Regions from separate parts of the Mus musculus genome. Here region 2 is linked to region 1. The links are chromatin contacts, called in public Hi-C maps. All regions are on one chromosome and are shown on one strand. The core of a region is the stretch at or near the end of the contact, and the rest is flanking DNA. Distances in the headings are between cores, read along the strand shown.

Region 1 (4,653 bases), core at 1,943-4,442:
TTACTACTTGGAAGAAGGAGTGTCCTTGTTAGCACCAACAATCTACTTGAGCCTAAAATCACTGGAAGAAAAAAAAATAAAAAGTGTCAATTGGATGGTTATCTTTTCAGGTTTCTCTGTGGGCTTATCTGTGAGAGAGTGTCTTAGTTACTAACTGATATAGGAGGGGCCAGTCCACTGTAGGTGTTACCATTCCCTGGGCAGGCAGTCCTATGCTGTCTCTATAAGGAGGCTGGCTAAGCATGAGCCTGAGTGACTCAGCTAGCAAGCAGCACTCTCCAGAGTTGTACTTCCCTGGCTGTGAGTGAGAGCCCCAGAGTGGTATTGCTTCATGGAATGTCAAGCAGTCCTGCCTTCAGGCTCCTGCCTTGAGTTCTGGCGCTGATTTTCCTCAGTGATGGACTATGACCTGCGAGTATAAGATGAAATGAACTCTTTCTTCCTCTAAGTTTCTTTTGGTCAGAGTTTTGTGACAGCAAGTGAAAGGAAAGGAGATGAGAGGTACATTCATGTAGCTGGACAAACAGATGAGTATCATACATCTATCTATCTATCTATCTATCTATCTATCTATCTATCTATCTATCTACCTATCTATCTATCCATCTTTAGTATACTCAGAGTAGAGCTGCCAGTACCTTTTTCCTTAGTACTCCATTCTCACTTCCCAGTCTTCCCTTTCTATTTTCTTACATATCCTACAAGTAACCAGGAAGTTTTTTTCCTTGTATATTATACATACCAATGAGCCTATGTCTGTACATGCCTTATTGGCCTCCGTTTTCTTACCCAAAGGGTAGTATACTATAGATATTCTTTGCATTTTGCTTTTTACAACTAACACTATATCCTGGACCATCAGTACCTGTCACTCTGCAGACACTCTTCATTATGCTTTTGATTTTAGCTACATAGTACTGCATACATGGATGAGCCAAAGCTGAGTTAGGCTTCTTGCATTTGTAGGCATGTAGATTGTTTGTCATATTTTGCAACTATAAGCAGTGCTGCCACAAATGATCTTGTGTAATGTACTTTCTTACCATTGGGGATGTCTTCTGGGAAGGACTTCTAAAGTGGGGTTGCTTTGCGGAATAGGATGTTCCTCTGCCACCTTGCAAGGGACAGATTTCTCTGCAGCAAGATTGCTCCAGTTTAAATTCCTACAGGTAATACACATGAGCACAATTTATACTCAATGTCACAAAAGCAATGTCATTAAAAGTAACATTTGCTTGCCAATCCAGTAGGCATAAAACGATATCTCAGTATTGCATTCCTATAATGAGGAATGTAAATAACTTTCCTACATCAAAGCTCATTGTTACACCATTGCTTGTGAGTCATCTATCCATCAATGCAGACTCCAGCAATAAAGGGGCTCAGATTCTTCACACCTTGCTCCAGGATGGGCCCTGGTTCAACTGAGTTGCAGACATGGAAGCCTCAGACTTGAATGCCTTTTGGGCCCTATCTGTGTACCAACCATACTGGGCAGACAGACTTAACACTCATTTTGGAGGCTGTCTGAGACCTCCATCCTACAGTTTTGCATTATTGGTATTCTGAGCAGTCTCTGGGATCTATGTATTCAAGGCCTTGGTTATTTTTTTGGTCTCCTGTATCAATAAGAACCATTTTTGCAAAATGCTTAAGAGTAAGGTCTGTGTGTTATGTAGAAATCACCAAGCTAACCATTAACGTAAGCTCTGAGTGTCTTTACGTTTGGATTTTAGACTTCAGTGCTCATCTCTCACACTGGGAGAAGTTGCTCAATTCAACATTCAACAAAGGTCAAAGCCAAATGACCTCACGTACCAGATTGTTGTTAATTCCTCTACTTCTCTGTTTGTAAAAGGGAGGTAGACTCTTTCCTCTTCATCAGGAGGAAAATCAATCTTGGGACTTGTAAGTACTGTTCAGGGACCCTCATGTTAGGTAGCATCTATGGGCATGTGGTAGGGCCAGAAGTTGAGCTGGACTAGGTCCACTGAGCCTCCTCCTCCTCCTATCAATCAGTGTCTCTTCTCAGTAATAGATTAGTAAGAACTGGGAAGATTTGAACAAGGACAACAGGATAATCTATATCTCTATAAATCTACCTATATCCCTATCTATCTATTTATCTATCTATTATCTATCTATCTCTGTATCTGTGTCTGTGTCTGTATCTGTATCTGTCCTTTATGTCACCAGCTGTATGTCATCTAAACCCATGATGTTTCAGCTATGGACCATGAACCATAAACTCACATTCACTTTTCCTAGAAATGTAGGTTTGAAAGAGGCACCAAGTATGCAAGCACTGGCCACATCAAAAGACCTCCCAGGTGTGTGGTGGTGTCTCTGACTTCAAGGGGAACAAAAATCCTTCAAACCTACCCGATCCATGCCAGGTGATATTATGGGGAACTTTTCCTTTTGTAGAGAGGATAAATTGAAAATCGATTATGAATATTTTTCGGAAAAACAACTTCTGTTGGTGCCCCTGGCATACCCAAATTGCTCAATATCAAGTGAAATAAGGAGTCCTCTTTAGAAAGAGTCCCAGCTGGAGTGTCCCGTTTCCTATTTGCAAACTTTAAAAATCTCTTATCAGGGACAATGGCTTAGCCATTAATAAGAAAGGCACAGCCTCCTTTCTCTAATTCTAAAATTTTCTCACTGAACTTGGCTAGCCACAGGTATGATGGCCCAGTGCCCAATGAGTCATTCTGAGACTCTTCTAGATTAGATGTTGACAACAAAACCTTTAATTGTCTTAAAAAAAAATTCAAAGAATACTTTGAGACCAGAGCCAGCATATGTATGTACCATTGTGAACACACACACACATATACAGAGAGGGAGAGAGGGAGAGAGGAAGAGAGGGAGAGAGGGAGAGAGGGAGAGAGGGAGAGAGGGAGAGAGGGAGAGAGGGAGAGAGGGAGAGAGGGAGAGAGGGAGAGAGGGAGAGAGGGAGAGAGGGAGAGAGGGAGAGAGGGAGAGAGGGAGAGAGGGAGAGAGGGAGAGAGGGAGAGAGGGAGAGAGGGAGAGAGAGGGAGAGAGGGAGAGAGGGAGAGAGGGAGAGAGGGAGAGAGGAATAGGAATACAAGCCCAATCCCTGGTTCTTTTAGCTCTTTGCTCTAGAGCTGCCCCTATTTCAGAGCCACACCACGGATTCTTTGTGCCCTCAGTCACAACATCCCAAGCATTCCTTCAAGCCTTGTGGCTTGGCTTGAGCAGCTGGGAATAAAAGATCTCTTGAATACAGAAGGCAGGGTTGCATTCTAGCAGCTGCCACCCAAGGGGAGGAAACACCACGCGGGTCATGTTTTGTATTGATGCTTCTTGTATTTAAGGGGAAGATTAGAGAAATGCTCTTCCTGGGGATCTTTGGGTTTGATTTATGGGGGGAAGGGAGCTGAGGACTGTTCTTTTGATGATGCTCCAGGGCACGTTAGGAGCCTGCCTTTGACTTTGAACTGCTAGGACCCCGTGAACCTTCTGCACAAGGATATGTCTCAATTTTAAAGCTAAAGGCTTGAACAAACAATTCCAAGTTGCACCAAGCTGCAGTGTTCCTTCTTTCAATACACTGCCATGCACATTGTCAACAGTAGTGACTTAGGGCCGGAGCTATTAATGGAAACCAGAAAAAGAATACTTTGGGAAAGGTCACCAGGGACTAACTGGAGCTTCAGGAAGTAAGCAGCTATATTTACAGTCCTGGGACAGTGCAGATCTCAGCCTTCCACACAAAGAACGCTTTCTTTCTGCCTTTGACATGTCACGAAGGCCAAGTGGGTAAATTCGGACCATCTCACAGATGGATTTGTTATTGAGCTGCAAGTCCAGACTTACACAGGATGAATTTCCTTACTCTTCTCAGTCCACCAGAAGAGCCCGTGGCCCCGATACATCCTTTGCCCCATCCTCATGCAACACAAGAGTTTTGTGGAATGAATGGATGGGCGCTGAGCCCAGTTTTATTCCTCCCTCTCCCTCTCTCCTTTTAGTCTTGAGCTATTTGCATTCACAGGGTGTGTCCCCACCCAGGAAGTGAGGTGCCTGAAACTATTACACAAAACTATTGGCTCCTAGGTGTTGGGTCAGAGTCTGGACTGAGGCAGTGATAGTCAGGAAGAGATTGGTGTGTTCTGAGTTTCCTGTGAAAATATCCTTCCGCATTAGTACTTACTATTGATCATATATGCTGACTGCCACAAGATGCCATGGATGAAGGGAAACTCAAAGGTTTAGTGTCACAGTCTCATTTGGCAAATGTCAAAAATAAGACCAGGTGAAGAGGTAGTGCTTGCTCAAGGACATAGGGGCATTGCTGTCAGATCCAGGCCTAAAGACCAAGGCGCCCAGTGCTGGATCTCATCAAAAATTCACAAACCAGCCATGTAGAGGTGGCGCATACCTTTAATTACAGTGCTAGGGAGGCAGAGGCAGGTGGATCTCTGTGAACACCGTCTACAGAGTGAGTTCCAGGACAGCTCGGGCTGTTACACAGAGAAATCCTGTCTTGAAAAGCATAGAAAGCGAACAAACAAAACCCATGAAACCACGGAATGTGAAATGGGAGGCCGAGTGGTGTCCTCTGCACACCCGAGATGTCTGTCGCCACATGGAAGTGTTTACTTGGGACCACAGCACCTACTAGCC
Region 2 (4,598 bases), core at 818-3,317, 290 kb before region 1:
TTAGGACAGGTGCTATTGACAAGCCTCTACAGGGTAAAGACACAATAGAAGCCAGCTTTAGAACTGGAGGGCTGGCGAGAACTGTCAGAGTAGAGGCGGGAGCGCAGACCAGAATGGAGAGATGGATCATAGGAAGAGTGGAGAGGGGGAGACGTGTTTGTGATCTACCCTACTCACCTGGCTTCCTGGCACGTGGCTACAGAACTTCCACTTGTTGCTAACTTCAGCATTAATTGGGCACCTTTCCTATGCCAGGCCCTGCACTAATTAGGTCCTTGGGATGCCGTTGCAAACGAGGAGGGGAATGGTTTCTGAACCTACTCGAACAACTTAACTGCAATTTTTAAAGAACAAAGAAAGCTTTGTTAATCTTTAGCATCTAATACATTCATCACTTCACCTTCCCTGATGATCTCTGCCCCTCCTTTTTCACACCATCACTCCCTGGAGATGACTGGAATGAAAAAATGGCAATGACCTATAGGAGAGTCCCTACCAAATAGCCCCGCCCCTACTGGGGAGCTCCGCCCCCTACCTGGGAGCCACGCCCTCACCTTCCGTGGGCTCCTGTGGCACCAATACATCACAGACAGAGGTGGTCAGGTCCCCAGTTTAAAAGGCAGAGTTTCAACATTCATCCCAGGCTCCTGGGTGCAGACAGTTCCCTTTGCATCTGAACTTGGGGACAGAAGAAGAAGATAAAGAACTCAGAGATGGCTGCTTGGGGCTGTGGCTCGGGTGTGTATGTTTAGTACCAACAGGAGTCTGAGAGGAGTTGAAGGCTGGATGGGTTTCATGGTCCTTGGCAGCACTCCTCCAGGTTCTGATTGGCTCTTAGAAAAGCTCCCGATGTAGCTTCAGAGCCTCCTTTAGATTTCCTAGCCCTTGATCTAGGGTGGGCTGGTTCACAGATTTCTGGTGAGATATCCTTTCCCTCAACTCCAGGCACCGCACCCTCTGTGTCTACAGCCCCTCCCTCTGAATACAGTCTCAGCTTCCACTTTTTGTCCTTAGCCCCCAAGAGGCTTGAAGCTGAAACTGGAGGCAGAGCCGGCCCCAGTGCCAGGTGGAACAATTGACTTGGATCCTCTTAACAGGGGCGCTGGGTTACCAGACACCCATCTGTTGGCTGTTCTCAGTGAGGAAACTCAAACCAGATCGCTCTCAAGGGCATCAGCGCCACGCTCCCCTGCCTGCCCAGAAAAGGGAGCCGCCTTACCTTCTGGCACCTTCCTACTAACAACTCCCATGTGGCCCCTCCAGGCTTTTCATTAATATCCCAGCACCTCGCTGAATAGTCCGAGTTCACTGCCAGGAAGCGTCTTTGGGCCTCTGGAGGAGCTGCAGCCCACTGGGCTATGCATCCGTCCTATCTTTTCTACCCAAACACAGCAATACTTGCCGGACAGAAGCCATGTCACCACCCCATCAACGCCACCCTTTCCAGGAAAGCGAAGCCACTAAGAGCAGTTCAGTAGTTAGTGAGTGAAATAAATTTGATCTCTTTAAAAAAAGAAAAAAAAAAAAAAAAAAAAGAAACAACAACAACAAAAACATTGTATCCAAGCGGTACATTTGCATAAGTTAAGAGTCAAAGACACTACTAGGCACCATTTCCACACAGCAATGATTTCAACCCACAGTGTGGTTTCAGAGGAGGATTTATGTCCATACTTCTCAAAGGCATTCTGCTTTCTAAACGCTTCTTCCTTCACGTTAGGCCATTAGCAGCTTTCTAAAAGCAAAGGTGAGACTCTCCCAGGCACCTTTACACACACCCTCCCCCAGGCACTGGTTTCTGCTCCGGTAGGGAGCAGACAGTGCTACCTGACCAGGTGTCCTCAGTTTGCTGCTCTTTGGTTTGCTCAGTGTGAATTTGTATCACCAGCTCTTTCATTCTTCACAGAACTATAAACCTCCTGTATCGTTCTTTAAGAAACAACCACGTTTATGAGACTTTCTCGGTTTTTGAAAATTCCCTGATGATCTGCCTTGAACTGGTTTTCGGGCGTTCCCTGCATTTTTTTTTTTTCTTCCTTGTTTGGACATGCCTGTCTTCCCTCTGAGTCATTTCTTGCAAGCCTTCTCTTTCCATCTGGCCCATGAGCACCAGCTGGTTTTCCATGTCTGCAGGTCCTGGATGTCGGCACCCTCGCCTTTTCTTTCTCTTCCTGTTGTCCTCTTGACCTTTTGCTACTGCTTTCCGGGGAGGACTCCCGTTCTCTCTCAACTCTTCCCTGGAACATTCACTTAGCTCTGTACTGTAAAGCTCTCTCTTCTCTGTGTGACAACCTTCTCTAGTCTTCTGCGTGAAATACATTCTACCCCCAACAATATTGATGATAGAGTTTTCTCTAAAAGGCATTTACTCCCCGATTCATTTAGTTTAATTTTTAAAATTCACATCTATTTAATGGAGGTGTGCATGTGGTATGTGTGTGTATGTGAAGGTCAGAGGACAATGTGTGGGAGGATATCATGCGTTTTCTGGGGCTCAAACCTGGGTATCAGGCTTGGCTGCAAACACCCGTGCTTACTAAATCACCCATCCGGCCTATGATGTTTCTCTAAAATACTAATTTCCTGAGAAGAATATGTAGTTTAGAAGAAAACAGCAAAGGTCTTTTTCTGTCATTCGCTGGTCTCTTCAAATTTACTCAGACCCTTGCTCAATGTCCTTCACGCTCATTTGCAATGCACCTAACGGGTAAGCTCACACTGATAACCATGTCGTGTCTCTGCACCATGCTAGTGTAGAATATCTGTGTTAGCTCACTGTCTCAGAGGTGTCAGGGGTATCAACCGAACAGATCTCTTTACAGCAGCCAGGATGCACACAGAGAAGGCCTGTCTCCACTTTTTTCCTTTTCTTTTAAAGATTTATTTAAGAGGATGGCCTAGTCGGTCATCAGTGGGAGGAGAGGCCCTTGGTCCTGTGAAGGTTCTATGCCTCGGTATAGGGGAGTGCCAGGGCCAGGAAGTGGGAGTGGGTGGGTTGGTGAGCAGGGGGATGGGGGAGAGGATAGGGGGTTTTCGGAGGGGAAAATAGGAAAGGGGATAACATTTGAAATGTAAATAAGAAAATATGTAATAAAAAGTTTTTTTAAAAGGCTGAAGTAAAAAAATATTTATTTATTTTATGCATATGAGTACACTGTAGCTGTCTTCAGACATACCAGAAGAGGGCATTAGATCCCATTACAGATGGTTGAGAGCCACTATGCGGTTGCTGGGAATTGAGCTCAGGACATTCAGGAAGATCAGTCAGTGCTCTTAACCTCTGAGCCATCTTTCCAGCTCTCACTTTCTTCTTCTTAATCTCTTTGTGCCTCAGCCCATGGGATGGTACACCCCACATCCAGTCCAGTTCTTTGCCCACTAATTAATCTTCTCTGAAATGTTCTTACAGATATACTTGGGGTTGGGGGACACCTTATTATAATCTAGGCACTTTTTCAGGCTGACAATCAATATTTTCCATCATAGATAGCCTGGGAGCCAAAACCAGCTTGTTCTCTCTCTCTTTCTCTCTCTCTCTCTCTCTGTATGTGTATAACTATCTCTTTATTTGGAACAGATCCATACTCCTTTGCTTCTATGTTGTCTAGGCTGCATTCATGCTATACTTATAGAGGTATGTAGTTCTATTCATTTTTTGGCTTTTTATAAGAAACAAATTTCTACTTCTTTTGATTTTATATTTTCATCTCTTGGTCTTTATGCTTTATGGTCAGACTTTTTTTTTCATATACATTTATAAACTTCATAATACATTGTTTTTGCACGAGGCAAATCATAGCTGCTATGGACAGTCTGAAGCAGCCCCATATTCCACACCTGGGATTAAAACAAAACCATATTCTTACAATATTTCTATGTTTTCTATGAAACCAAAATTCCATAATCCCCACTACACACTAATGCCCAGGGTTTTTCTTTCTTCCTTCCTTCCTTTTTTTAATTTACTTTATTTTTATTATATGTAAGTACACTGTAGCTGTCCTCAGACACTCCAGAAGAGGGAGTCAGATCTCATGGTGGTTGTGAGCCACCATGTGGTTGCTGGGATTTGAACTCAGGGCCTTCGGAAGAGCAGTCGGGTGCTCTTACCCACTGAGCCATCTCACCAGCCCATGCCCAGGGTTTTCATTTTACCCAATCAAGTTGAAAAGTTAATCATCACACACTTCCATACTGATACGGCATTTAAAAACTTTCACATAAGCTCCTTAACGTTTTTGGAAAGCATCACCTCCCCTGGGACAATTCAGGGATAGAATCCCAGGAGCAACTCCTAACCCCACTTCCTCCCTTTCCCTCGGTGGGTGGATCAGAAGGTTACATTTTTCTAGACCATTGTACCACGGCGGCAGATCTTCAAGTGCTGCTCTGAACTGGGGCAGGGATGAGGTAACAGTGACCAGTGTTCAACCTAAGGATCGACAGGGTTTGAAGCGCTTCATCCATCCGGCCTGCTTCTCGGATGCTGTTTTCTGTGTGTCCTAGCTGAGTATGACCCTGAGAAGTAAACCCCGAGACTGCACTCCTTCCCTGCGGGCTCTGCTCTCATCTTTCCATCTGCCCGTGGGGCCACTCCA

Evidence for each region. A called contact is a pair of places that touch in the nucleus more often than the background predicts.
Region 2: a Hi-C map of the C2C12 cell line shows a contact between it and region 1, with 4 times the contacts expected there. The contact joins two enhancer-like sites. A contact is called at or near these places in 4 of 15 datasets of contacts at CTCF or cohesin (the NIH/3T3 cell line, large pre-B cells, pro-B cells and 1 more), 21 of 484 Hi-C or Micro-C datasets (the C2C12 cell line, the MC3T3-E1 cell line, the N1E-115 cell line and 12 more), 11 of 115 datasets of contacts at active chromatin or transcription factors (the NIH/3T3 cell line, embryonic fibroblasts, embryonic stem cells and 6 more) and 1 of 9 other capture datasets (embryonic stem cells).

The regions. Positions count from the first base shown.
Region 1 is chr12:70,615,275-70,619,927 of GRCm38.p6, reverse strand. Gm40436 (a long non-coding RNA gene) reads right to left here. Exons shown (of 3, transcript XR_872797.2): 2 at 1,044-1,163. Among named protein-coding and RNA genes, the nearest start is that of Gm40436, 27 kb to the right of the region's middle. Within about 2 kb of position 3,192, at least 53 of the 459 cell types and tissues checked have an H3K27ac peak or open chromatin away from gene starts, as enhancers often do. A contact at or near this core is called in the C2C12 cell line and tail fibroblasts, where this site is marked.
Region 2 is chr12:70,904,555-70,909,152 of GRCm38.p6, reverse strand. Gm32664 (a long non-coding RNA gene) reads right to left here. Exons shown (of 4, transcript XR_381658.4): 2 at 555-678; 3 at 178-334. Among named protein-coding and RNA genes, the nearest start is that of Gm32664, 3.5 kb to the right of the region's middle. Within about 2 kb of position 2,067, at least 31 of the 459 cell types and tissues checked have an H3K27ac peak or open chromatin away from gene starts, as enhancers often do. A contact at or near this core is called in the C2C12 cell line and tail fibroblasts, where this site is marked.